2 separate regions of the Mus musculus genome follow, and region 1 is linked to region 2. A link is a contact called in public HiChIP or PLAC-seq data. All regions are on one chromosome and are shown on one strand. Each heading gives the region's core, a stretch centred on a gene start, on an enhancer-like site or on the middle of the called end of the contact. The rest is flanking DNA. Distances are from core to core; before and after follow the strand shown. Region 1 has its middle 50 kb from the start of Themis. Region 2 overlaps Ptprk (protein tyrosine phosphatase, receptor type, K).

What was found. HiChIP or PLAC-seq counts read pairs in DNA pulled down with a chosen protein or histone mark.
Region 1: a contact with region 2 is called in an H3K27ac HiChIP or PLAC-seq map of double positive thymocytes, with 7 read pairs. The contact joins two enhancer-like sites. A contact is called at or near these places in 2 of 15 datasets of contacts at CTCF or cohesin (CD8 T cells and the NIH/3T3 cell line), 1 of 484 Hi-C or Micro-C datasets (memory CD8 T cells) and 3 of 115 datasets of contacts at active chromatin or transcription factors (CD8 T cells, double positive thymocytes and thymocytes).

What each region holds. Positions count from the first base shown.
Region 1 is chr10:28,617,263-28,619,962 of GRCm38.p6, forward strand. No RefSeq gene overlaps it. Among named protein-coding and RNA genes, the nearest start is that of Themis, 50 kb to the right of the region's middle. Within about 2 kb of position 1,254, at least 17 of the 459 cell types and tissues checked have an H3K27ac peak or open chromatin away from gene starts, as enhancers often do. A contact at or near this core is called in double positive thymocytes and memory CD8 T cells, where this site is marked.
Region 2 is chr10:28,512,430-28,515,129 of GRCm38.p6, forward strand. All of the region lies in intron 13 of Ptprk (protein tyrosine phosphatase, receptor type, K), which reads left to right. Among named protein-coding and RNA genes, the nearest start is that of Themis, 150 kb to the right of the region's middle. Within about 2 kb of position 1,367, at least 26 of the 459 cell types and tissues checked have an H3K27ac peak or open chromatin away from gene starts, as enhancers often do. A contact at or near this core is called in double positive thymocytes and memory CD8 T cells, where this site is marked.

The sequences.
Region 1 (2,700 bases), core at 4-2,503, 100 kb after region 2:
AATAGCATTTGAAATATAAATGAAGAAAATATCTAATAAAAAATAAAATGAGAAAGAGAGAGAGAGAGAGAGAGAGAGAGAGAGAGAGAGAGAGATCAGCCAGCATGCAAAAGGAGAAGTCAGTTCCACAGCTTTTATGACAACCACAGCTTCCGTACCAGTGACCTGAAGGCCGATATTCACCCATTGTTCCAGCTTTCCATATTCCGATAAAAGCACATTATCTTTTGATGCCTCAGATCCAGTAATGGCAATGGCTTCGTTCAGGTTTTGTCAGTTTCTGAGTGCTTCACTTAGCCTTGTTGGTCCCCTAATTGTTCTGGTGCCACTGTAAATAGTCATAAGAGGCCCTAAAACACATCCATCAAGCTATGTTAGGGCAATAGGTCACTCATATGTTTGATGAACATATGACTCTTTTGCTAGGGGCGGGGGGCAGGTGAGCTCCTGGGAATCTCAGGCAAGCAAGCAATAACTAGTATCTTTACTAAAACATGTCAGCCTCTGGCATGTGATATAAACCCGCTGACCTAGCAAATGCTTTCTTTTTAGTTTTCATCAGTAACTATAACCTACAATGCCTCACCTTTGCCCCAGAGTTTCAGCAGTTACAGCCTTACTGTCTTTTATCCAAGTGATGTCTGATCTCTGTCATGTTCGGATCTAGAGTAGCGCAGTGGTCCTCAAAGTGTTGCCTGTGAGCCAGCGTCTGCTCAAAGCTTCACACTTGTCCCTCGTGAATCAGGAAGTCTATACCAGAATAAGAACTCAGCCACTAAGTCCATTGTTTCAGCAGGCCTTCTTTTTCTCTTAAAAAAAAATCATTTGTTTTATTACAGAACAATGTATCAATTTTCATGCTTGTGCATGAGCCTTATCTCCATAATGCAGACAGGGCCTCCCTAGTCTGCAGGGAACTTGAACATATTATTGTCCAACGGAATATTGTGTTGAAGTCTCCCCATCCTATAGTGTCATCAGAAAGGAGCTAACTAGGGGGTGCTCCAGATTACAAATACGTGTCTGAGAGAGACCCATGTTAAAGGCTGTGATATGGAGAGTCAGCCTATGGCTTCTAAGTGGTAAACAGTTGTTCTGCTTTGTGTAGCCAGCAGCAGATGAGCCCTAGCACTTGGCTTACCTTATTGCAGCTGGGAAGAAATGAATATATTTGGGTTATGTTCTAGTTTGCTTTTTATTGCTGTGACCATGACCAAAAGCAGCTGGGGAAGGAAAGAGATGATTTCATCTTGCAGCTTACAGGCTGTCATGAAGGGAAGCCAAAACAGGGAATCAAACAGGATATGAACCTGAAGGCAGAAACTAAAGCAGACTTACTTAATTGAAGTAAGAAAATGATGCTTACTGACTTGTTCTCCATGGCTTCCTCCATCTGCTTTCTTAAGTAACCCAATACCACCTGCCTCGGCATGGTTCCACTCATTGTAAACTGCGCTTACACATCAATCATTATTCAAGAATATCTTCTACTTTCTTGTCTAATAGGTTAATATGATAGAGATATTTTCTCAACTGAGGTTCCGTCTTCCCAGATGACTCTATCTCAGTCAAGCTAACAGAAAACTAGCGAGTACAGATGTGTTACTATGATCCATCAGCAATGTAAGTTTAAAGCTACTGTAGTAAGAGCAATTTGGAACAATAGAGGGTTCTGCAGGAGGTCCAAGCTTCTCTACAGCTAATCGGCCACTTAGGTCTATGTTCTAGGAGACAGAATGGCATTTGGAGAACTTTTTACCAAAGGAGATAGACTCTGTTGCCAACCATGGAGACATCTCACTTCAGCTCCTTTGGAGGTCTCAACTGCCATCTGCTAACTGTTCATTTCCAGTGGCAAAGGAGTTTCAGTTATTTTATCGGGCACTTGATGAGCAGGTACTGCTGACAATAGGTTGGAACAGCAAGTGATTATGAGTATGAAATAGTCATCTCAATCTGAGTGTTATCTGACCCAAGACATTAAACATGTAGATGTGTGCTTCCCCATTAAATACAAACGGCCTTTGGAAGACTTTGCCAGGCAGCCAAAGAAATCAAAAGTAAGTATCTAGCAGGCTAGCCCAGCTCTCTCTCTCTCTCTCTCTCTCTCTCTCTCTCTCTCTCTCTCTCTCTCTCTCTCTCCCTCCCTCCCTCCCTCCCTTCCCTCCCTCCCTCCCTCCCTCCCTCTCTCTCTCTCTCTCTCTCTCTCTCTCTCTCTCTCTCTCCTGCACCTGTTTTTCACAGCTTCTCCCTGAACTCACATCCACAACCTTGCTAAGATGTGGTTTTGTTGCTCAGAGACCTGATTATTGGCTGGCACACCAGCCTCTTTTCTACCCTGTGTTTCATGGGGCTTAGGACAAAGGTTGGCAAACAACTGCTTGTGAGCCACAGCCAGCCTGCCACCTGTTCTGTACTACTTTCAAGTCAAGTGTGGATTTTGCATTTTTAAATAGTTTCAAGAGAAAAAAAAGAGTAAAAGTATATAACGTGTAAACATTATCTGAGATGCAAATGTGAGACTCTGTGGTTGCTTCACAAAGCTAATCTTAAAATATTGGCTAGTTAGCCTTTTATAAGAAACTATTTCTTAAACCCAACTTAGAAGCCCAGAAATCTTACAAGCATATTAGATCCTATTAATTGGAAGTGCTTGCCGGATATTGGGAGGATGGAAATGAGAAGACTTATCTTCCTTCC
Region 2 (2,700 bases), core at 117-2,616:
GAGTCCACTGGAACTATAGTTCCAAATGATTGTGATCTTCTGTGTGTGCTGGGAACCAAACCTGGGTCCTCTGCAAGAGTAGCAAGTGCCCTCAACCATTGGACTATTCTTTCAAGCCTCTAAATTCCTGATCCTATTATTTACACAGTTACTGTGGAGATGCCTGAATTTAGTCCTTTGTTTAAAAAAGCAAATGCTAAGTCGGAGAAAAGTTCGTGTTTTATTCACAGAAATTAAAAACCGCTTGTTAGGCTGAATCCCTGCCTTAAAGGGATTATATACTTCATATTGCAATATTATAGCAACTCTCTCTCCCTGCCCCGCTTTCTATATTTATCTTATTGTAGGGAAAAGAAATTAAAATTCCATTCAGTCTCATCAAGACACATTTTCAGAGTATTACAGAGTACTGGTTTATGATTATCACTCTATTATAGACAAACAAAATATTCTTTATCCTCTATCAGTTTAGTTTCTGAAATTATGGATTCTATTTGGATTTTAATGAAATGTGGATTACTTTGAAGATTATCTCTGATTTACTAAATGACATTAGAGTAGAAAGTTAATTGAATCTTTTTTGAATGAGCAGTGACCACTATGAGTTAGTGATTGGAGCAAAAGATAGTAAATGATGTATTTTGAATTTTCCTTATGTGTTTAAAATTATATCAGAACAGAAAATGACTTGGGTATGCTCCGTTTTAGTTTTCTTCACACAAATGATGTGACCTCTTTTACATTTGCAAAACACATAAGGAAATTATAATTTATTTTTAAATATTTTTGAGTTTCATAGTATGCTATAGGGAAGGGTTCCATATACTAGAACACATGTAATATGTAGTATGCTTCAATTTTAAAGAAAGAGGAAATATTTCCCCAATATCTGAGTACTTGTAAGTTTGTCACCATACTCTGAATCCTTCAACTGCCTGTTTCACATTTTAGAATCTTGTTTATAATTTTTGCATTTCCTATTCTATATTTCAGAGCTCTTGAACTATTTCTACCTTTCTATAATCTGTGAAAAGTCTACGTTCGTGCTTCTCATTGTTCATGGAAATGTAGAAATGCTCATGATAAAATGATCCTCCTAGCATTTATACAGCCCTGGGAGTGGCAGAAGCTTACAGTGTGAGTGCTCCTTACCCCTTAGGGAAAATACCAGTTACCCTTTTAGAAATACTTAGTCTGTAGATGTTGGCTGTGCAGGAATGCCTCCACTGTTGTTGATTCAAAAACCAGTGTTTGATTTGCTGCGTGCAGCTGCTATTTACAACACCTGACTTTACATCTGTGCCCTTAACACTCCAGCCTGCCTTTGCTTGAGGAAACCACCCAAGTCTTGTACATTTCCTATTGGCTGCTGTTTGCCACAAGAAACCCCACCTGGGCCACAATGACAACCGTCCTCTCTGCATTCTGGACCCTGTAGAAGAAGCCACTGTGTGTCATGCAATTATTGCTCTTCTGACAAGTTCAGTCTCAGGGAGAGATGGTTTGAAATAGCTGTGGTTTTGTGTTACTCTACCTGTGCAGAAGAGATTGTAGGAAACAAGAAATGTAGTAGAAATATAAAATGGGAAAAGATCATATGAAACCTGCAGGATGAGACATCATCTCATTAATTTGGACTTTCTCTTTTCAAGTAATATGGGTAGACCTCACTTTATTGGTATGTGATTTCTTTAGCACAGTTTCACATCATCATGGTGCAACAGCTATCCCTTGCGTTCTCCTTTGTTCCTCACTTAGTGCCCTACACACAATGGATTTACCCACAATGATCTGGTCATTCATTCAGAAAGTATTGCTTATGTGCTGTCTGTCAGGTACTGGAGGTCCAGGAAATACACTGTAGAAAAGAAGGCATGATGTCTGCATGAAGAGTTAGAGTCAGAACTAATTTCATCTGCATCTGTTACAAGTTCTGAGATCTGGTCTTTCTCTGGGTCACTTCCCAATTCATTGCAGTAAATCTCAAAGAAATGTGTTACCAAATTTTCATAACATATAACTAGTTAATCAAAACCCCCATCAGCCACAGATATTTTTATCTATTTTAAATAGAGACTGTCTGTTTGGGCTCTGGGTTTGTAAAACCAAGTCACTAATTTACTATTATGTAATAGATAGAAAATTGTGTGGCTATACACACACACACACAACACACACACACTTTGCATTCTTGGCTGAACTCCACAGAAAAAGGAATTCCTGGAATCAGTACTAAATAATCACATTATCACATTATATGTGTCTATTTTAAAATAGTTATACTATTTTAATCCTCTAAACTCCTCTAAAAAGAACTGCACAACTATACATTTGAGTATTGTCATGATACCTTTCAAGATCTGGCTATTTTTCAAGTTGTTGTTGCTGCTGTTGTTCTTGTATGTGCTAGATATGGATGTGTGTATATGGACACACATGATATGTCATGTGTATACAAATAAGAGGACAGCTTTGTTTGGTCACTTCTTTTCTACTACCTTTGCTTGGGTCCTGAGGATCAAGTTCAGATCATCAGTTGGTATTACAAGTTGACGCTCACCTCAGAGGACCGGCTTGCTTAATCTCCATTCCAGAGAATAGCTGCTCATAATGAAGGGTGTCTGAAAGTGGCCAAAATGAATGTTTCTGAAGCTATGGGAAGGATGAAAGAATAAGAGATAGCAGCTTCAGAATGTCCCA